Linked DNA regions of Mus musculus: regions 1, 2, 3, 4, 5 and 6 are each linked to region 7. Evidence: chromatin contacts called from public HiChIP or PLAC-seq and promoter capture Hi-C data. All regions are on one chromosome and are shown on one strand. The core of a region is the stretch at or near the end of the contact, and the rest is flanking DNA. Distances in the headings are between cores, read along the strand shown. Region 1 holds the start of 2900024J01Rik (a long non-coding RNA gene). Region 2 holds the start of Lin9 (lin-9 homolog (C. elegans)). Region 3 holds the start of Parp1 (poly (ADP-ribose) polymerase family, member 1). Region 4 has its middle 20 kb from the start of Gm39712. Region 5 has its middle 11 kb from the start of Gm38293. Region 6 holds the start of Acbd3 (acyl-Coenzyme A binding domain containing 3). Region 7 holds the start of Ahctf1 (AT hook containing transcription factor 1).

The links. Promoter capture Hi-C pulls out the DNA fragments that hold promoters and counts their contacts. HiChIP or PLAC-seq counts read pairs in DNA pulled down with a chosen protein or histone mark.
Region 1: a contact with region 7 is called in a promoter capture Hi-C map of pre-B cells, with 5 times the contacts expected there. The contact joins the promoter of 2900024J01Rik here to the promoter of Ahctf1 in region 7. A contact is called at or near these places in 4 of 39 promoter capture datasets (hippocampal neurons, liver and pre-B cells), 5 of 115 datasets of contacts at active chromatin or transcription factors (the SCID.adh cell line, embryonic stem cells, extraembryonic endoderm stem cells and 1 more) and 1 of 9 other capture datasets (adipose tissue).
Region 2: a FOXA1 HiChIP or PLAC-seq map of pancreatic cancer cells shows a contact between it and region 7. The contact joins the promoter of Lin9 here to the promoter of Ahctf1 in region 7. A contact is called at or near these places in 2 of 39 promoter capture datasets (cranial neural crest and hematopoietic stem and progenitor cells), 3 of 484 Hi-C or Micro-C datasets (CD4 T cells and embryonic stem cells) and 8 of 115 datasets of contacts at active chromatin or transcription factors (astrocytes, embryonic basal ganglia, embryonic stem cells and 2 more).
Region 3: an H3K27ac HiChIP or PLAC-seq map of embryonic stem cells shows a contact between it and region 7, with 3 times the contacts expected there. The contact joins the promoter of Parp1 here to the promoter of Ahctf1 in region 7. A contact is called at or near these places in 7 of 39 promoter capture datasets (cranial neural crest, embryonic stem cells, hippocampal neurons and 3 more), 1 of 15 datasets of contacts at CTCF or cohesin (the NIH/3T3 cell line), 4 of 484 Hi-C or Micro-C datasets (embryonic stem cells, liver and reprogramming fibroblasts), 10 of 115 datasets of contacts at active chromatin or transcription factors (astrocytes, embryonic hindbrain, embryonic stem cells and 3 more) and 2 of 9 other capture datasets (embryonic stem cells and pancreatic islet).
Region 4: a contact with region 7 is called in a promoter capture Hi-C map of hippocampal neurons, with 4 times the contacts expected there. The contact joins the enhancer-like site here to the promoter of Ahctf1 in region 7. A contact is called at or near these places in 4 of 39 promoter capture datasets (the 3T3-L1 cell line, hippocampal neurons and liver), 6 of 115 datasets of contacts at active chromatin or transcription factors (the 230-238 cell line, bone marrow-derived dendritic cells, embryonic forebrain and 3 more) and 1 of 9 other capture datasets (embryonic stem cells).
Region 5: a contact with region 7 is called in an HNF4G HiChIP or PLAC-seq map of pancreatic cancer cells. The contact joins the enhancer-like site here to the promoter of Ahctf1 in region 7. A contact is called at or near these places in 5 of 39 promoter capture datasets (hippocampal neurons, liver, maxillary cranial neural crest and 2 more), 8 of 115 datasets of contacts at active chromatin or transcription factors (the SCID.adh cell line, embryonic forebrain, embryonic stem cells and 4 more) and 1 of 9 other capture datasets (adipose tissue).
Region 6: a promoter capture Hi-C map of second pharyngeal arch cranial neural crest shows a contact between it and region 7. The contact joins the promoter of Acbd3 here to the promoter of Ahctf1 in region 7. A contact is called at or near these places in 6 of 39 promoter capture datasets (cranial neural crest, frontonasal cranial neural crest, hippocampal neurons and 3 more) and 4 of 115 datasets of contacts at active chromatin or transcription factors (astrocytes, embryonic stem cells, extraembryonic endoderm stem cells and 1 more).

The regions. Positions count from the first base shown.
Region 1 is chr1:180,776,539-180,779,238 of GRCm38.p6, forward strand. 2900024J01Rik (a long non-coding RNA gene) reads left to right here and starts at 1,423. Exons shown (of 3, transcript XR_373751.4): 1 at 1,423-1,521.
Region 2 is chr1:180,639,865-180,642,564 of GRCm38.p6, forward strand. Lin9 (lin-9 homolog (C. elegans)) reads left to right here and starts at 1,286. Exons shown (of 15, transcript NM_001103182.2): 1 at 1,286-1,533. The coding sequence starts at 1,455.
Region 3 is chr1:180,567,555-180,570,268 of GRCm38.p6, forward strand. It overlaps Parp1 (poly (ADP-ribose) polymerase family, member 1), which reads left to right and starts at 1,337. Exons shown (of 23, transcript NM_007415.3): 1 at 1,337-1,599. The coding sequence starts at 1,480. Gm31986 (a long non-coding RNA gene) reads right to left here and starts at 1,345. Exons shown (of 4, transcript XR_001779573.2): 1 at 424-1,345.
Region 4 is chr1:180,426,644-180,429,343 of GRCm38.p6, forward strand. No RefSeq gene overlaps it. Among named protein-coding and RNA genes, the nearest start is that of Gm39712, 20 kb to the left of the region's middle. Within about 2 kb of position 1,313, at least 53 of the 459 cell types and tissues checked have an H3K27ac peak or open chromatin away from gene starts, as enhancers often do. A contact at or near this core is called in the 230-238 cell line, bone marrow-derived dendritic cells and hippocampal neurons, where this site is marked.
Region 5 is chr1:180,756,728-180,759,427 of GRCm38.p6, forward strand. No RefSeq gene overlaps it. Among named protein-coding and RNA genes, the nearest start is that of Gm38293, 11 kb to the right of the region's middle. Within about 2 kb of position 1,339, at least 29 of the 459 cell types and tissues checked have an H3K27ac peak or open chromatin away from gene starts, as enhancers often do. A contact at or near this core is called in liver and pancreatic cancer cells, where this site is marked.
Region 6 is chr1:180,724,693-180,727,392 of GRCm38.p6, forward strand. Acbd3 (acyl-Coenzyme A binding domain containing 3) reads left to right here and starts at 1,351. Exons shown (of 8, transcript NM_133225.3): 1 at 1,351-1,686. The coding sequence starts at 1,410.
Region 7 is chr1:179,802,672-179,805,420 of GRCm38.p6, forward strand. Ahctf1 (AT hook containing transcription factor 1) reads right to left here and starts at 1,344. Exons shown (of 36, transcript NM_026375.2): 1 at 682-1,344.

The sequences.
Region 1 (2,700 bases), core at 173-2,672, 970 kb after region 7:
GGCCACCACTGTTGGGTCTCACACTCCATTTTGGATTTGCCTTTGAGGATCCCCACCCCCGACTTCCCCAAGGGGAAGGGCTAAGGGAAAACTATTTAGTTGGTGAACCCTACCTTAAGACGCCAGATTCTGGCACAGTCCCCTGTCAAGCTAGTGCAAGCCATCTGGGAGAACCACATGGGCCCTGAGCTTCCAAGAGACCCTGAAGGCTGGAAGGCGGACATTAGGAAATAAATACTTTACCTCTGTCCTTCCGTGTCTCAATACTGGTGACTTGTGGGCACTGCCCTCCACGCAGAGCTGGACAGAGTCCCTGCACAGAATAGGCCTGGTCATCCTGAGCAAGAAGATTAACAGAGCGGGGCAGTGGTGGTGCACACCTTTAATCCCAGCACGTTGGGAGGCAGAGGCAGGCGGATTTCTGAGTTCGAGGCCAGCCTGGTCTACAGGGTGAATTCCAGGACAGCCAGGGCTACACAGAGAAACCCTGTCTCGGGAAAGAAGAAGGAGGAGGAGGAGGAGGAGGAGGAGGAGGAGGAGGAGGAGGAGGAGGAGGAGGAGGAGGAGGAAGATGATTACCAGAGCACCCTGCAGAGGACTCTAGAATTCTGAGGAAGAGACGGTGTGACACAGGGACTTTAATTCATACTCTGGACAGTTAACACTTGAGGTGTCCAGGGATCACCACTTCAGGGATGACTAAATTACTGCTTATCTACATAAACACCCAAAAGAGTCATAAATTAAGGTTCTTTTGCAAAGTGATTTATGTACCATATGTGACCTGAGAGAAAGAGTGATCTGGCTGGCACTTCTGGCCCAAGGAACTTCTGAAAATCCAGCGAGCTGTGGTCTGGGGCTGGAGCTGCCGGTCGTGTGGTTCCGGGGCCGCTACTGCAGGAAAACAGCTGTGCTTCTTTCTAAGAGATCCTGTTGTACACACCAGGCCTTGCACTGAGTAACAAAACAACACTACGACCTCTAATGTCTGTGTCTGTGACTGGAGACAGTCTTGCAAGGTGGTGGCGAGGAGGCCACAAGCTTTCGAATATCAAATTTCTGCTGCAGCGCCTTGCGGCTGTGAAACCATAGCAAGGTCAGAACCAGGGTCCCAACCTCTCCAGGGCCCCGAGGCTCATGGTCTCCCACTGCAGGAGCATACCTGCTTCCGGGACCAGCTTTCTTTTGGGGGAACGGCGCGGCCTAGCGGCCTCTGGTAACCGATGCAAGGATCCCTCTCTTCCCTCTCCCTTCCCCCTCCCGAGTCCCAGCTCTTGGTTTGCGCCTTGGCCTCGGGATCTTCCGGGTCCCACCGCGCGCTGCTCGCGGGCAAGCCGCTGGGCTCTGGCGCCTTGAGCATCCGAGCAGGTCCTGCCCCCGCCGTAGGCGTGGGGACCTAGAGCTGCCCTCCGCTCCTTGTCCCGGGCCAGAGGCGGACACTAGGCGGTAGAAGCAGCTGCAGGGTCTGCCCTGCCCCCGCCCCGCGCGGAGAGCTGCTGCCAGGAACAGCAATATTAATAGGTACAAACTTCCTGGAAAGATTTTCGTCTTCGCGGTAAATGACCCCTCCTTGTCTGCCGGGGCAGGCGACGGGGAAGCCTGGGACCCACAGGAGCCAGGGACATTTGGGACCCATGGAGCTGTGGCTCACGAGAGCTGAGGTTCATTGGTTGGGGACCCACTCGGTGGGCAGGTCACAGACACCGTAGGGCAGGGCTGGGCTCGCCTTGGTAAATTAGGCGTTGGAGCCGCGACGCCCGATTGCCATTCCTCGGGAGCGCGCACGCCCTGGGCCACCCCGCCCGTATGCAGCGGCCGTAGCTCCTCCTCCGGATCGGGCTTCGGGGACCTTTGGTCACTTAGGAGCACCCAAACAACTCTGCAGCTGGTGCCCATAGGTGCGCGTCATTCCTTTCTCTAGAATTACCTGGCCCAGAAGCAGTTGTAGCCAAAGCCACCTCTCTCTTTCCCAGTCGCCAAGAGAGGACGGATCAGGAAGCGTCCCACCGGCCGCTTGGGCGCTGTGTGGTCAGTCCATGCCTGCATCTTGCGGATAGTCAGGTCCCAGTGCCTCCGCAGGAGGCTCACTCCCCGTACGGTGGCTGGAGTTCCCAAACCCTTTTTTTTTTTTACAACTCTGGACAGGGCGCCTGTTCTAGATTGGTTGGAGGTGTTTTCCCACCTGAAAGTCATCATTCATTGAAAATATTTATTGAAGCCGATGTGGTGGGAAGCTTGTAATTCCAGCACTCTGGAGGCAGAGGGAAGAGGATCTCCCATAGGTAAAGTTAGCCAGGTACTGAGCCCTTGACTTAAACAAACAAATTATCGCTACAAAGCAAACACAAAAATCCTCTTTCCCAAAACTTGAAAAAAAAAAAAAAAAGACAGAATTGAAACATACATGTGGGCAGATGGCCATGGAAGCTCACGGGAGGAGAGGCAGGAAGAGGATGGAGCAGGACAGAGCTGTGTAGACGTGTTTAGTGTTGGGACTGGGTGGTTGGGAAAGAGCAAGCCAGCCTCACAGGCTCACTCCCAAAGATGAAGACTGGCCCTGCTGGTTCCACCGGTGGTGTGGGAGTCAGAACGGCAGTTTGGGGCATGCTGGGTTTGATGCACACATTGGACATCCAAGGGTAGGGCGGAACAGATACTGGTCAGACAGGTCTCCATGCGAGATGCGAGACAGGGGAAAAC
Region 2 (2,700 bases), core at 36-2,535, 840 kb after region 7:
TTGCTCGCACTAGTCTTTCCCCTCACCTCTCGAAAGGTGGATTTTCCATCCTGCCCCTCCCTCCACCCCAGATTCAGCGGTACTCCCTACTGTCTATAAACTGGAGGCTGTAGCAGCAAACAGCTGGCTGCAAGGAGCCATTATAAGTTCTTTCCACTCATTAAGCAAGAGTGGAATTTTTGCCTGCATTTTACTGAGGAGAAGTTGAAGCACAAGTATTAAGCTTGCCTGGGACTGATACAAGTAGCAGCCCAAGTTGCACCCTTAACTTTCACAGCCTGCTGCCCTTTTCCTGAGCCTGAAGTCTTCCACTCTATTGCTCGCCCAAGAGTCTCATCTTGTCTTTCTCCAACCTGTGCCTCACATTCTTGAATGTGTTCTAGAAAAGAAATGAAAGCCTGCCCTTCGTACTACTTAAGACCTCGCTTTATTCTTTTTACCAAGCCCAACTTAGCCTGGGCTGGCCTGTCTAGATCTGCTCTCACCTCACTGAACCATCTTTAAACTTTTTAGTTTGTGGAAGTCACTCATCCACTCGTTTTTGTTTTGTTTTAAATTCTCCATTCGCCGACTACCCCCTCCTCATAAATCCCTGGAGAATAGACCCACCCCGGAGATCAACCACGCTTGTAAAAATAGTAGTTGAAAAGCCACCGTGGTTTAAATACTAGAAAGTGTTACAGATGGGAACCGTGAAATCTTTCCCGGCTTCTTTCAGCAAGGGAGGAATCCCCATCCAGTTTCATTACACTTGGCTAGTGTCACTTGTGTCTTCCCCAAGCATCCTTAGTCACTGTGAGGCTCCCAGCTCACTACCGGTCTCGGGTGGAGCGCATTAGAGAAAGAAAGCAGGACAGTTCACTAGCCCTCGGCCTACACCAACTTGGTGACCTCTCAAGGTCTCGTCCCGGCCGCTCGCAGCTCAGGTTCCGGCCCGGGCCGCCCGGACCCCGCGTCCGTGACCTGCAGGCGAAGCGGACGCCGCGGCCCGGGCACTCGGTGGGGGGGAAGGGCAGGGGCCGGGGCGCCGGAGAAACGCGATCTGGGGAGCCGAGTCCACGTTACTTTGGGCAGAGCCCCCTCCGTGCCAAGCGACCAGGAACCCAGGTCTCGTCCGCCGCGCCACCGGCCCGGGCCTGCGTCCCGCTCCCCTCGGGAACCGGCCTGCAGTTCCCGCAGCCGCAGCGCGGGCCGCGCGCCGGGAGCGAGCGCAGGCGAGGGGGGCGGCGCGGGCGGGCGCATCGGTGCTGGCGCCGCGCCCCCCGCGCTCGGCCCTACCGGGCCTCTCGGCGAGGCGTCCCCTGTCCTCCTCCGGGCCCGGCCCGGGGTGCGGGCGAGGCCCCGAGGCCCCCTCCCGCCGGGCTCGGGCGGAGCCGGACGGCCTGGCGGGAGCAGGCGCCGCGGGCCGCGAGCTCCTCATTCGAACCTCCCTCGCAGACAGTCTCCGCCCCACAATGCACCGGGGCGGGCAGCCTTTGAAAAAGCGGCGCGGCTCGTTCAAGATGGCGGAGCTCGACCAGTTGCCTGACGAGAGTAAGTAGCGTCTCAGAGCAGCCCTCCTTCCCGCCGGTTGCCCGTCCCGGGGTCGCACCGGCCGAGTCCGGTTGCCGGGCAGGTGGGATGGCCGCCAGCCCACCGCAGTCCCCGGCCTTCCTCCTCAGGCGCTGCCGCCGCGTCGCCGCCTTTGTTATGGTGTCTTGTGTGTCTGTTTCTGGGGTTGTGCGAGCGCCAGCGCCGGAAACCGAAAGCCCGGGAGTCCAGCCTGTCCTGACGGAGTCGGCGGCTGCTCTCCCGGAGCGACTGCTGTCGCCGGCCGGGGTGGGCGAAGAGCGGCCCCCCAGTTGCGGGCGCCGTCCTCCTCGCCCGCCCGGTTATGTAACTCGCCGGCCGGGGGCCGGGAGGGCTCGGGCTGGGCACCGGGGACACAGCCCCTCTTGGTGCCCCGGGCCTCCGATCTGATCCTCTGACGGCTCCTGCTTCTGCAGGCACTTGTGATCGCTCCCCCCGACCCCCCGCGTCCATCCTGGAAGTGTTTTCTTCCGTGTCACACAGGCTTGGCCCCTTCCCCTGGGACTACAGGTGGCCCTGGACCTTTCCGGAGATGATCCAGCCGGGATACAGTGCCGAGGTAGCCCCATTCCCAGTCTCCCTCCTGAGTGGATGTGTCTCTAGACTGTGGGGTGGGCATTACACACGGATGTGAGCACCGCAGCCCATATAAGTATGTTATTCTGCCTGACACCCACCCCTGTTCACTGCCTCACTTCTCCTTCTATACTCACAACCTCTGAGACGGATGTTCACCTGTCCGCAGACAGTAAAGCCAGCTACTCTGCGACCTAAGGACAAGGGAACAATTTTGTAATTTTCATATTGCACACATTATTAAAAGGCATTTTAGTTACAAAATGGTCTTGAAGCAACACGTACTCTGTGGTGTGTATTTGTAGCCCTTGGTCAACGAAAGGTTCGCAGGTGTGGTGGCGCACATCTTTAATCTCAGCACTCGGTAGGAAGAGGCAGGTGGATCTCCGAGTTCGAGGCCCACCCAGTCTACATACCAAGCTCCAGGACAGCCAAGGCTACACAGAGAAATCCTGTCTTGGAAAACAAACAAACAAACAAACCTCCAAACTGAGCAATCTGTATTTAGAACGATTGTATCATTTTTATGACAAATAAAGTAGTGGTTTTGTTTTT
Region 3 (2,714 bases), core at 87-2,586, 760 kb after region 7:
AGTCCCAGTTCCTGCATGGCAGCTCACAACCATCTGTAACTTCCTCCAGTCAGGAGATATGAAAACGTCTTCTGGACTCAGCAAACACCAAACACACATGATATATAAATATTTATACAGGCAAAACATGCCTGCAATTCACACATTGTAATTTGGTCTGGGAGATTTTCTGTTTTTTAAGTCTGAGATAGGCTAGCCTGCCTGGTTTAGACCCTCTGCAGCAAAGGAGAATTTGCTGGGGTGGTTACCCACGGGATCAGTTACAAGGCAAAGTGGAAGGACCCCACTCCCTGGACTAGGTTAGGGAACAGCCATGTGTCCTGTCTCTCTCTGCCACGAGAGGGTCTCAACAAGGGAGGGCAGGGTTAGAAAAAGAGCAGCAACAGAGGAAGCACAAAGCAGATACCTAGAGCCAGTTCATACCTGCTCAATCAGGAATGATTCATAGACAAGTAGGCCACAGCTCACCAGCCAGTTTGCTGCCAGACATGCAGTTTACCCACACTTTAGGACACAGGCAAGTGGATCTCTGTGAGTTTGAAGCCGACTTCATCTTCATGGCCAGCCAGGGCTTTATAGTGAGACCCTGCATCACGCTCATATAATTATTAAAAAAAAAAAAAGACCAATAATGTTAAAGATTGTAGTGCTACATTAAATAACAAGATCTAACAGTAGCAAGTTTAACAATACCTATAACTTTAATTGTCGATAACCTAAAATATTTTGGGATCTCCCCAGGAAAATATCTGTTGCCGGAGATGGTGTCACACGCCCTTAATCCCAAGCACTCAGGAGGCAAAGGCACATGGATCCCTGTGAGTTCAAGGCCAGCCTGATCTACAGAACAAGTTTCAGGGCAGCCAGGGCAACACTGAGACACCCTGTCCTGTGTTAGCGCGGAGATGGGGGATGAGAACACACGACATCTGTTGTAACTACTACCAACTGTCACGGGTTCTGCTCATTCTCTTGGAATTTATAGTTATGCATTTAAGTTTACTAAGAATGAAAAATCAGGCTTTAGTTGGTTTTCTGTGTCAGCAATGTGGAGGCTGCAAAGCAGAATACTACACTTAGGGTCAGCAGGGTTCGCTCTAGACATACCTAGAAAAAAATGCAAGTGGGTGAGGTGGAATTATTTGGGCGAACAAAAAGCCTTTCTGGGACAAACCGACAAAAGGGGTGGCGCCTGTCAGATTCCCCGGGTCCCCGCCCTGGCCCCTTCCCAGAGGCAGAGACCAGCGTGCACAGGCGCAGTCGCGCTGGGACCCAACCTCCCAAGGACACGTGCTGAAGCCCCGCCCTATGAGCTGAGGCCCCGCCCTCCGCGCGCGAGCTTGGGGGGGCGGTCCCGCCGCTAGGCATCAGTAATCTATCCTGAGCGGAGGCGGCTCTGCACGCTTGCGGGGGAAACCGACACGTTAGCGGAGCGCACCAGCGGCGGCGTCGGGCTGCCGCTGCAGCACGAGAAGGAGGATGGCGGAGGCCTCGGAGAGGCTTTATCGAGTGGAGTACGCGAAGAGCGGGCGCGCCTCTTGCAAGAAATGCAGCGAGAGTATTCCCAAGGACTCCCTCCGCATGGCCATCATGGTGCAGGTGCGACGGGGCCGGGCCGGAGGCGCAGGGCGACGCGGCCTGGGCGGCTGTGTGGGCTCGGGGCCGCCTCACTCCGCCCTGCGGCTCAGCCGGACCGGGAGAGAAGGGCGGGAAAGACCCGCGGCGCTGCCGCGGAGGTCCTTGAGGCCCATTGGGCCGACCCCTTCCGGGACATTGCGCTTACCCTGCAAGAAAAGCCCGGGAAGTAAGAGCATCTGGCGTAAGTGCCTCTGGCTTTGTAAAGACAAGGGGCCTGCCTCTTCGCTGGGTCTGGATGGTCGCAGAGTTTTTGTTTATTTCACTGCCTTCTCGGCGTCGGGGTGGAGGGTGTGCGCGCGGTCTTTAAAGCTGCTCTGATTTGGGCCTATCTTGTCCCGGAAGATTATTGTCCTCCATGAATACAGAAGATTTTTTTTTCCCCTTAAGCCTATTTTTGATGATCCTTTCAACATCCGCTCACTCTCGGTATTTCTATTTTAGTTATGCAAAGCAGTGCCATTTCTTTACAGTGCATTCGCTTTGGGCCTGATTTCTACTTGGAAATAACATTTTCTCCAAACTTCCCGAGGTCTCGGCGCTTTCTGCAGCTATCTGGTCTCTTCACTGACGCTTCCGAGATGGTCAGGAGGTGGTGGGATGACGGGTCCTGGCGTTCCAGTGGCTCCTGCCTCCTAGGCTTCTGGTTTTGCAGATTCCTTCCCGTCTTTGCTAGTGTGGTTCTCACCTGCCCTGTTCCCACCTCCCCCAAACACTCAGTTACCCAAGCTCACGCTGCTAATGGTCGAGGCAATTGATTTCCCTTGCTGTCCAGCTGCAGTAATGTGTTTTAGAAGAGGCAGGCTAGCCCTCAATGGGGCTTCAGTTCTTAAGGGGGGGAGGGAAGGGGGAAAAGACATTCACCCAGTGGGTACCAAGATACCACACTGCTTCTATTATTTCTCCTTATGGGAAGAACTGAAGCTGTCATCTTGGTGCCCTCGGAGAGACTGCCTAGCTCAGCATTCTTGCTTGACACAGTTCTCATACATTCTATACATATTTATTAAGAAGCAGCTAGGCACGGTGTTAGTGTCTATAATTATCATTGGTGACAAAAATGTCGGGAACTGCTAGGG
Region 4 (2,700 bases), core at 63-2,562, 620 kb after region 7:
GGTTGTCCTGTCTTCACTAATGCACGAGGTGGCTCAGCCTGGCAGTGAATCTTAGAAACAGCCAACTGTAGAAACTCTTTAATTAATTGAGAGGGAACTCTGAACCTCCTCTGAGGTAGAGTGCTCATTGCACAGCAATGCTGTATACATATGAGGGACACAGGGTCCCTAAGTCCGGAGGTGGTATCCGAGACTCCCTTAAGAGGCTCCTGCCTGTACCAGCCCTTCTGAACCCTATACAAGAATATCTCTCTCACCGGGTGTGGTGGCGCACGCCTTTAATCCCAGCACTCGGGAGGCAGAGGCAGGTGGATTTCTGAGTTCGAGGCCAGCCTGGTCTACAAAGTGAGTTCCAGGACAGCCAGGGCTGCACAGAGAAACCCTGTCTCGAAAAACCAAAAAAACAAAAAACAAAAAAGAATATCTCTCTCCTTCCTTCCCCATACTACATAGCTGACTCTGTATTCTCTGCCCCTCTCCCACCTTTCAGCTGTGCAGTCACCAGAGCAAGCATCCTCTTAGACATTAGACCATATAAATAAAGCTTTATTAGAGACCACCATGTCACTACTTTATATATCATCTAGGGTCTCATTCAACCCCTTACAGAACTGCCGAATCCTGTTCGAAGGTAGCAGTGGCCGATGGTTGTGAGTTGCTAAGTGTCAGGTGATTAAAGGTAAAGTAGTTTAATACTCATAACAACTCTATGAGATGAACCTTGCCATCCCCGAGTTCTTCGCGACAGAACTAGGAAACAACAGACCAAACTTTGCTTTGGACCAAACTCGAGACCTGCCTGTGATTCTGCCTGTTTCTGCTTCCCTGGACAGTCCAGGGCGTGTATTCTGGTACCAGGCTGTGCCACAGGATCCCTAGGACAGCCCATGGATGCTGGTGCCTGGGATATGTAGGGACAGAGCTATCAAGGCCCAGAGTCAGTGTACCTGGTAGTCCCTGTTCTCCTGCAGGCCTGGAAGTGGGGCTGGAGACCCGAGACTGCTGGAGCGAGGGTCTGTTTGTTCTAGGCGTGGGATGACCCTCCAGGCAGCTGAGTGTTAGCATCCATGGCATCCAGTCCCCTTTCTCCGCAGACTGAGGGTTCAGAACCACGTCTGCTTGCCATTCACAGTCTGGATCACACACCCTGCCACAGAAATGCAGCAAACACATCCAGTTCCCGGGAACACCAAGAACCAGCCTGGGTGGCATTTTTTTTTTCAATTTCGTTTTCACTGTGACAGCTGTGGCCCAGCTCCTGGCATTTAGCACACCATGCACAGGCATAAAATGACACATTCAACAGAGAAGTGGGGACTGGGAAGCAGACAAGCTCGGGGACCAGGCGTTTCCTCGCTGTGCGGAAGATGGGGGAGGGTCAAAGGGAGCTTTTATTAAACCCCGTAGGTGACACCGTAGGTGACAGCCACAACCCCTAATAGACCCCAATAGAAAATTCACAGAGACAAATTCACCAGGAATTGGGGTCCTACCTTGTGGTCTCCTTACTCTGCACACTTGGTCCTGGGGACATTTAGAGGTCACAGAGTTCAGGCCACAAAGATAGACGTTTGCAACCAGCGTCATTATCTGACCTAGTCTTTCCTCTCTGTACTTTCCAAACTTGTGAATCAGCAAAGTGGGATTTAAAGTGGGGGCAGGGGAGAAAGTCCCACATGACTTCTGTGCTTTTCGGGACAGTAGCACATACGATTTTAAAAATAGTTTCTGCACATTACGGACAAACGGGGTCTGTGATAGCTTTTTTGACAGCAGCAGGCCTGCTCTATTTCAATGAGAAGAAAAAAAAAATGCCCAATTTTAGTCATGCTTTCTGAGAACACATGCTGGCATGAATTCAAGACAGACTAGAAACCGCGAGGCCCCATTAGGGAGCCTGCCCCCTTGTGGACATCAAGGTGCATTGCAAGATGGCCCTAGGACAAGGAGGCTAGTCAGGGAATGCATTTAATTTACAAATGACATCTTGCTCTAGTAAATACCAGAGCCCACATTTAAGGCACAGTGGTGGTGGTGGACAGATATCAGGAATATACGGTACAGTATAAAGGACACCATGCAGAAAAAACAAGGGGTCCCATAGGACAAAAAAGAGGCCTCACCCAAGTCAGGAACATAAAGGCCATTTAGGAAAGGCTTTGCAAAGGAAATGCCACCAAAATGAGTTTAGAAGCTGAATATGAATTATCCAGAGGGTTGAAGGATGGAGGAAGCAGACACACAGCACAGAGACACAGGGAAGGAATAGCTCCAAGTGGCCAGAGCCGAGGACCCATGTGCAGAGGACCCATGTGCAGCTCACAATGTGGTCATAGCCGGATCTCAGGCCTGGGCAAGGAATAGCGGAAGCAAATGGGGAATGTGGAGTGTCTCCCAGTGACAAACAGGTGTCCCTGGGGGCTCCTCGGCAATGACATGAGGTGACACTTCTGCATGGAGGAAATGATGCTAACCAGTGGAGAGATGCCAAGTTCTATAATGAGGTCGAGGCCGTAAGCTAGAGGGAAATTAAGGAAACAGTCTGGATGCCGTGGGGTCCATGGAGTGCAGAGAAACCAAGCTTGCCAGGTCAGCCTCGCTCACTCCTGTGGAGCCAGAAAGCCCTGCCACCCTTCCTTAAGGTTTGACTTATCATCTTCTAGGTGTCCCCTTCCTGCCCACCTCCCTTCCGGTTCAAAC
Region 5 (2,700 bases), core at 89-2,588, 950 kb after region 7:
TGAGTTTCTGTGGTGTTGGATTTGTGTTATATATTTTAATTTCATTTTTAATAATTGTGCCTGTGGGGATGTGTGCCCTCAGAGGTCAGAAGAGGAAGTCAGGTCTTCTAGAGTTGGACTCACAGGGGAGCTGTTTTTCTTCTAGTCACTGTTCTGTTGCTGCGAAGAGACACCATGGCCAAGGTTGCGGAAATCTCTGAGCTACAGATACAGAGTGAGTCCCTATGTCAAAGAAGGGGAAGGGGAGGGGAGGATGAGGGTCAGAAAGATGGCTTAGACCAGTGGTTCTCACCCTTCCTAATGCTGCAACCCTTTGACACAGTTCCTCATGTTGTGGCAACCCCCAACCATAAAAGTATTTTTGTTGCTACTTCACAACTGTAATTTTGGTACTGTTACAAATCATAAATGCCTGATATGCAGCCCCTATAAAAGGGTCATTTGACCCTCGGGCTTAGAGTTTAGAAGCCCTTGTTATTTTTGCAGGGAGCCCAAATTTACTTCCACATATACTCAGACACATATATACATAATGTGTGTGTGTGTGGCTCCTCCTTGAGAAGCCCAAGCCCATCCCTGCCTTGGGGCTTAAACACACACACACACACACACACAGAGGGGATCATGAGTTAAGTCTGACTTACACTGAGTGGTAAGCCTGCCAGGGCTATATGCTGTATGTTACAGCAAGACTGACTCAGAAAAAAAAAAAAAAAAGAAAAAAAAAAAAAAGCACCATAGCAGTTTGAGCTTTCTGAATGGAAAGGCCTCATGCTTTAAGAGCTGAGCTGCATCCCACTGCAGCTGACATAATATTACAAGACCAACCCCAAAACCTGACACTTGCCACACATCAGGGGACATACTCTGTGCTCCTGTTGACCTGTGAGCTCATGGTCTAGGAAATGAGAGCTATCTCTGAAGGTCTTTCCTGGCAGGTTGAAGGTGTGTGTAAAATGCCTTGGCAGGCAGTGCAATAAAAATGGTAGTTACCATGGGATGGGAAGTTGCCTCATTTGGCCTTTATCCCCCACCCCCATCAGTAGACCGTTGAGGTACAGCAGTCCCAGAACCTTGCTGCAGGATGTGGACAAGCGAACCCTTTCTCCATTTGGACATTGCACCAATAAGCTGGCCAGAGGAACTGGTGCCCCCTGCCTGCTGTCTGTTACCATGGTCTCCTCCAATTCCAACAAGAAAGGTAGGTGCCTCCCTCATCATAAGGCGTGCCACCTCACTAGCAGGAAGTAGAGTGGACTTTGGCACTGGGCAAGCAGGAAGGTGTGATCTGCTAAAGAGTCCAGCGTGGCACAGGTGGCAGTGCGAGTGCAGTCTGCCCTGGTGCCTGAGCTGTGTGGAAGATGTGGGTAGGCACAGAGCCACAGACTCAGGCTCACAGGCTCATGCCTCATCCTGGCACGTGCAACCAGGTGTTGTCCTTGGGGACAGGAGTGTCATCAGCCTGCCCACATCAGCTTGGGAGCCGCTTCTTGCATCAGGGACTCTATTGCATTCAATAACAACTTACTAAAACTAGGCTCTTTAACATATTAACTCAGAGGGAGTTAGTTGGCTGTGTCAAGATGAACCTGGTGTCTGACCCTTCCTGCCCGCCAGCTGCCAGAAACCCATTGAGCTGGACAGTAAACACAAACTTTTTTTTTTTTCAAGACAGGGTTTCTCTGTGTAGCCCTGGCTGTCCTGGAACTCACTCTGTGGACCAGGCTGGCCTGGAATTCAGAAATCCGCCTGCCTCTGCCTTGCGAGTGCTGGAATTAAAGGCATGAATGGGAACTATGGGAACTTTGCATTTTCTCTGAGAAGCAAATGGCCACAGAAGTAGCTGCTGATGCTCTGGTAAAGAGTGCAAGGGCTGTGTGGTCCAAATCAGTAATGGAAATGACAGACAAGACTTCCCCATGAAGCAAGGCTTCTTGACTCAGAGAGTACCTGCTGTTGAGTAAGGGGCATGCTTGCTGTGGACCAAGGAGAACTGGAGAGGGGGGGCAAGTCTGTCTGTGAATGTCAGTCTGAAGTTCTCAACTTCCTGGAGAGAATGTATGTGCCACGTTTTCACTATTCATTCATCTGTCCGTGGACAACTTGGTTGATTCCGGTTCTGCAGTGAATAAAGCCACAACAAACGTGGACATGCAAAATCTCTGCGGCTAGTGTATGGACGTCTCTCATGGTTTTACTTTGCATCTCCCTGACGGCTCGAGTCATTGAACACTTGGAGATTGTTCTTGGGCATTTGTGTTTTTTGAAAAACTATCGAGTTCATTTGCCCATTTGTTGGTTGGCAGTTTTATTTCCTTGGTGTTGGATTTCTGCAATTCTTGCTGGGCGTGATGATGACTTTAATCCCAGCTCCCAGGAAGCAGAGGGGAGAGTCCAAGGCCAGCCTGATTTACATCGTTTCAGGCCAGCTAAGGCCAATGTTCTGTAGGTCTTTATTAGATCCAAGAGTTTTCTAGTTGACTCAACAGAATCTTTTTTTTTTCCTCTTACAATTTCTTTCTTTTATTTCTTTTTTTTATTACGTATTTTCCTCAATTACATTTCCAATGCTATCCCAAAAGTCCCCCATACCCTCTCCCCCACTCCCCTACCCACCCATTCCCACTTTTTGGCCCTGGTGTTCCCCTGTACTGGGGCATATAAAGTTTGCCTGTCCAATGGGCCTCTCTTTCCAGTGAT
Region 6 (2,700 bases), core at 101-2,600, 920 kb after region 7:
CTATACAGAGGTGACAGAAACTTCAAGATGGGTTAGTAGGCTCTCTGGTGATGTCACAGCCTCTTGAAACACATATTAACACATAGTTTCATGACTCCAGTGTTTTCAACAAACCAAGAGGAAACAGAAGCTAGGGAACCCGCTCACAGGTGCTGAGGCAGAAGGTACCTTCCAGCAGCCTGGCCATACTATTGTGCTCTGGCACGGACTCACCTCCTGGACCATGATGCCGAGGGGTAGGACACGACTACTGTCCTTTGTATTTTCCATAGTATATGATATACAAGGTAGTCCTTAAATCATGTTGAGCTGAACTGATACTGTATGTAATTGAAGTGTGCTTTCATCCATTCATTCAGCTCAATGAAAGAGCCCTAAGCTGGAGTGCTTGCCCAGTGTATGCATGAAAATCTTACAATTTTTCACTTTTAATGAATTGGAAGACTCTGCTACGGAACCAAAAATCCCAGAATACAGCACTCGAGAACAGAGGGAGGTGGGTTTCTATGAGTTTGAGGCTAGTCTGGTCTGACCTTCATAGTGACAGGACAGCCAGGGCTATGTAGCTTACAACCATGTCTCAAAAAAAACAAAAGCAAACAGAAAGGAGAGTGCTATGTACTCTGGCTGTTTCTCCTTAACTACCTCCTACTTTCTTATACCCGACACTGCAGAGATTCTGTCTTCTGGTCCTACACTTTCGTGGCATGGATAGCTGAATTGGCCTCATGCTGTCCTTATTGCTAGTCCTGATGGCTTGCACATGTAGTCAAAGCCCTCGGGAGATTAAGGCAGGAGGACCAAGGGCAACCTGAGCTAACGAGTGAGTTCAAAGTCAGCCTGAGCTACATAGCAAAAAATAAAATAGTCAACCGTTCCCTCCCTTAGGAGAACGAACATAAATTAAGGGAGAGGACAAACACTGCAGGGGACGAAAGCCTGATTTCTACTTTAAAATGAAGACGGCAGTTGCTCTGACCGTCTGGCAGTTGCAAGAGACTCCGTAACTGGCCTGCAACTTCCCAACAGCGACTCTGCACAGATGTCTCTGCAGTTGTCCCCTGCAGGGTCGGACGCGACCAGCAGCCACCCCCAACACCGCTGCTTGGGGTTCACCTCACACACCCCCGACCAACGCGGACCGCCACGAACCCCACGGGACGTCCCGGCTCCCTGGGACGGCCACGGCGGTGGGGTGAGCCTCTCTCCGAGAGGGGCGTGAGGTCCCCAGCAAGCCGAGGGCACGGGAGGGCGTGGCCCACACGCTCGGGGGCGGGGCACCCGGCGCTTTCAAACCCCAGCCGCCTTGGCGGCGGAAGTTCCGGTGTCGGCGAGCGGAGGTGAGAGGTCAGCAGGAAGTCGATACGTGGCCGCCGCCTGTCCCCGCCGAGGAGGCGCTGCGAGCGGAGATGGCGGCGCAGCTGAACGTAGAGCAGCTCGAGGTGTCGCTCGACGGTCTCACGCTGAGCCCGGACTCGGAGGAGAGGCCCGGCGCGGAGGGGGCCCCGCCGCAGACGCCGCCGTCCTCGGCCCCGGGGAATGGACTGGGCTCCGGCGCCTCGGGGCAGCAGCGGGAGCCCGGGGAGGCGGCGGCTGAGGGCGCGGCCGAGGAGGCGCGGCGGATGGAGCAGCACTGGGGCTTTGGCCTGGAGGAGCTTTACGGCCTGGCGCTGCGCTTCTACAAAAGTGAGCGGGTCACTCGCCCCTGCGGGACTGCGGGCCGGCCATGCCTGCCCCACCCACCCGAGCTAGGCCGGGGTGACCGGAGCGCCGGTCCGTCCTTGGTGGCACCGAGAGTTTGTCACTGCCGGTCCGGCCCCTGGTCACACCCCTGAGAGACCTAGAACCCTGGTTTAGCAGCCCGTGTCGCCTAGTTGCTGGGGCGTTCCACCTGGTTTAAGTTTTCTGGTTTCCACGAGCTAGAGTGGACAGGAGCGCGCGCTCCCCGGGGCTCCTATTCTGGGATGGATTTCGCCTTTTTGTTATGTATCGGTTTTTCACGGCTCACGACAACATCGAAGCGATTTTTAAAGAGAGAAAAAAAAACTATCTTAGTGGAAGAAAATTGTATTGGGTCCCACACATCCCTTTTCTAGCCTTGTAAACCGTGAGCGTGTGTGGGACATGATCATTAGGCGATAGGGATGTGGCGAAGGATGAAGTAAAATACTAAGTTCATTTATTCCCTTTTGCCTGAGTGAGTAAGTGATGGCCACTGTGTTCTAGTAACTTCTAAGTGGCTAGGAAATTCTACCATGGAAGTGAATGATGAAGACTAAAGCGCGAAGTTCTCGTTCTCTCTCTCTCTCTCTCTCTCTCTCTCTCTCTCTCTACTGTTTCTTAAAACAAAATTGTGATGTGCGGTGATTTCCTGCCTTTTTTCTTCTCTAGTTAATACTGGAGGTAACAGTCACAAGATTTGGTCAGTGGGAAAGAGCTTGACTCATAGTCTGATTCTTAAAGGCTATTTAGGTTCTTGCGTGGGAAAACAAAGCAAGATAAGGGCAAATGAAACTTTAAAGGGGTTGCTAGGTTCCACCTGCATTCTAGAACCCCATATTTATGACAAGCTTCCCAGAGTTAGGGCTTTCGGATTGCCTAGTTCACCAGCTAAAGTTGAGTTGTTCACTGTAGTGACCCGTGTGAAGGTAGTTTTATTTTTAAATCAACTTTCATTGTGCAAACTAGGTGAGATTCTAT
Region 7 (2,749 bases), core at 94-2,593:
AGTGGTGGAGCGCTTGCCTGACATGTGTGAGGACCTGGATGTGATTCTTCACGGTACCAAAAAGAAAGGTTCCACAAAGTCAACAAAAACCACCTGTCTCAAAAGGACCATGTGTGTACCTATCAATTCAAAAAGCAGAGTCGACTCTCCAAAAAGTCAACCAAAGGCAAAAGTCATGGGCCTTACAGCTCGCAGATGAGCTCCGGACACGGTTCTCTTAGATGTCCTGGACCAGATCCACTCAGCCCTGTGGCCCGCTTCGCGAGTGAAACTTTTTCCCCCGCCCAGGACTCACCCGAGCCAAGCACAGGACCATGTGGAGCTCACGCCAACGCCGGAGAGACTCGGAGCGCCCGCGGCTGTCCGCGGGGAACGCCCCACAAAGGTCTCCATCGCTCCGCTACACCCTGACGGCCCGGGGTCTCGAGTCAGACTCGTCCCGGGGGGCGGAGATCCCGCCCGCGGGCGCGGGAGACGAGCCCGGAGGCTCGACTCTGCGGCCATGTGCCGGCACCCGCCGCCAGGGTTATGTAACTAACGCCCGAGCGCTGGAACGAGCCGCACCGGTCGCGGCTCGCGGACGCCGCTTCCCCGCGAGGCGGTGCGCCCGGCCTAGGCCCCGGGCCTCGCCGCCCCGGCCGCCCCGCCCTCGGCGCGCGGGCCTGCGGTTCCCCACCCTACCTGAGCCCGCGGGCCAGGCCGCCAAGGGCCCCGGCGTCGCTGCTTCCGTGCGGTCCGTCACAGCATCTCCCGGGAGACACGGCCCGGCGCGCGCCCCGGGCCCGCGGAAGCCGCTTCTCGCTCAGTCTCTCGCCGGTCCCCTCAGGCCCCGGGTGCTCCTTCGCCCAATCCCGGCTTCGAACTCGTCCCACCGCCCGCGCCGCGTCCTCCCCGCTGGCGACTCGACTTACTGGGCTGGCACCGCTCGGGCCGCGCTCTGCGCATTACCCCGGGCGCACTGCCCGAACCCCACACACACAGCCTCTCCGCCCAGGGAAGGATCGTGGCCAGGGCGGGGATCCGATCGCAGATCGCGCTGCGGGGCTCGGACTTCTCGCGAGGGTTCCGGCCTCTGGCGCCGACTCCGCGGGAATTTTCAAACTTTCCCTACTAGGCCTTTCGCAAAGGGAGAAAACCGAGACGACGCCGGGAAGAAAGATTCATTTACGTACAGCAGGGTCTCTCCGCCTCCTAGGAGCAGATAGGCGAAAGACTACAAGTCCCATAGGGCTTTGTGCGCTGGGCGTAGTGTAGGGCGTGTCCGGCTTTGCGGAGCAAGGGCCGGCCTAATCTAGTGGCGGTTCCTGCTGGCAGCCAAGCGATAATCTTTCCGTCTATGACTGCTGCTCTTGCCTCCGTTTTTTCCGTTCTGTGCTCCAACTCTTCAAGGAAACGCACACACACACACAAAACCCAGACTTACTGAGAAACTCTTACTCTCATTTTTTTTTTTTTCTCAAAAAGCAGAGAGTTCAGGTCGCCTAGCCTAATCTTTTGTCATATATCTGACGCTGGGTAATTCTGCTGGCAGAGCTTCGTGCTTGGCATGCACGAAGCTGTAGGTTCCATTATGCCAAACCTATGTTTTCTTTTCGATTTGTTAGTATTGAGAGACGAGGAGTTGGGCAGACCCTTAGTAGACAAACAGGGACATGAGCCATGGCGAATTTCCAAGATGGCCAGCTTTTTTTAACCTCCTGATTTGAGACAAAAACCTGGCAAGCTTTTATCATCTACCTGCAGGTCACCTGCTGATGGACTGGTTCAATAAGTTCAAAGCCTGATTAGAACACGTTACACAACTGTAGTGGACCGATCAACCATCCATCCTTTCTGCCTTCAAACTGACCAACACTAAAGTAGGTCAGGGAGGTTTTAGAGGTTTTACAACCCCCAGGCCTCAAGAAGAGACTGGATTTTTCAGCTTCTCAAATCCCCTCTCTGTTTTGTAGAAGGTCTTTTTCTCTGTGTGTTTACTGCCTGCAATAAACGCCTTTTTAACTGCTAATTCTGCTACTGCTTGTTGTGCTTTGCCTTTTAACTCTTCTAGTCTTAACAGTTCTTTTTTTTTTTTTTTCCTTTCAGTTTGTTCTAGACATGGTTTCTCTGTGTAACAGCCCTGGCTATCTTGGAACTCTCTTAGTAGATGGGGCTGGCCTCAAACTCACAGAGATCTTCTTGCCTCTGTCTCCTGAGCCGTGGGATTAAAGACCTGAACCACCCTTTCATTCTTTTAACTATCAGTGAAAACAGATCCAATCAAGATCCCTAGACTGTATCATTTCTAGACTGTATCATTTCTAGACTGTATCATTTCTAGACTATCATTTGGAGCTCATCTTTGGGCTTTCTTCTGTAGACTATCAGTATCTCTCTTTGAAGCTAGACCCAGCACCAAAGAATTTTCAAACAAATGAAATAGAATGTGTCTTTATTACTGAGTTGTAAGAGCACAGGCAGAATCAGGAGGATCTCTGTGCGTTCAAGATCAGCCTGGTCTCCATAGTCGTTCCAAGGCTACATAGAGAAACCCTATCTCAAACAAACAAACAAACAAACAAACAAACAAACAAACAGAAGGGGGAAGAGAGAAGGAGAAGACATTAGTAGACTGCTTTAATCAGGAAAGCCTGTCTCTACTACTCTCTCTCTCTGCACAATTTTTGAGATAAAGCTGCCTCTTAGAAATAAACTGTTTATCTTTGTGACTTTTTCTTTATTCACTGCAAGATGTAAAAGTGTGCTAGTT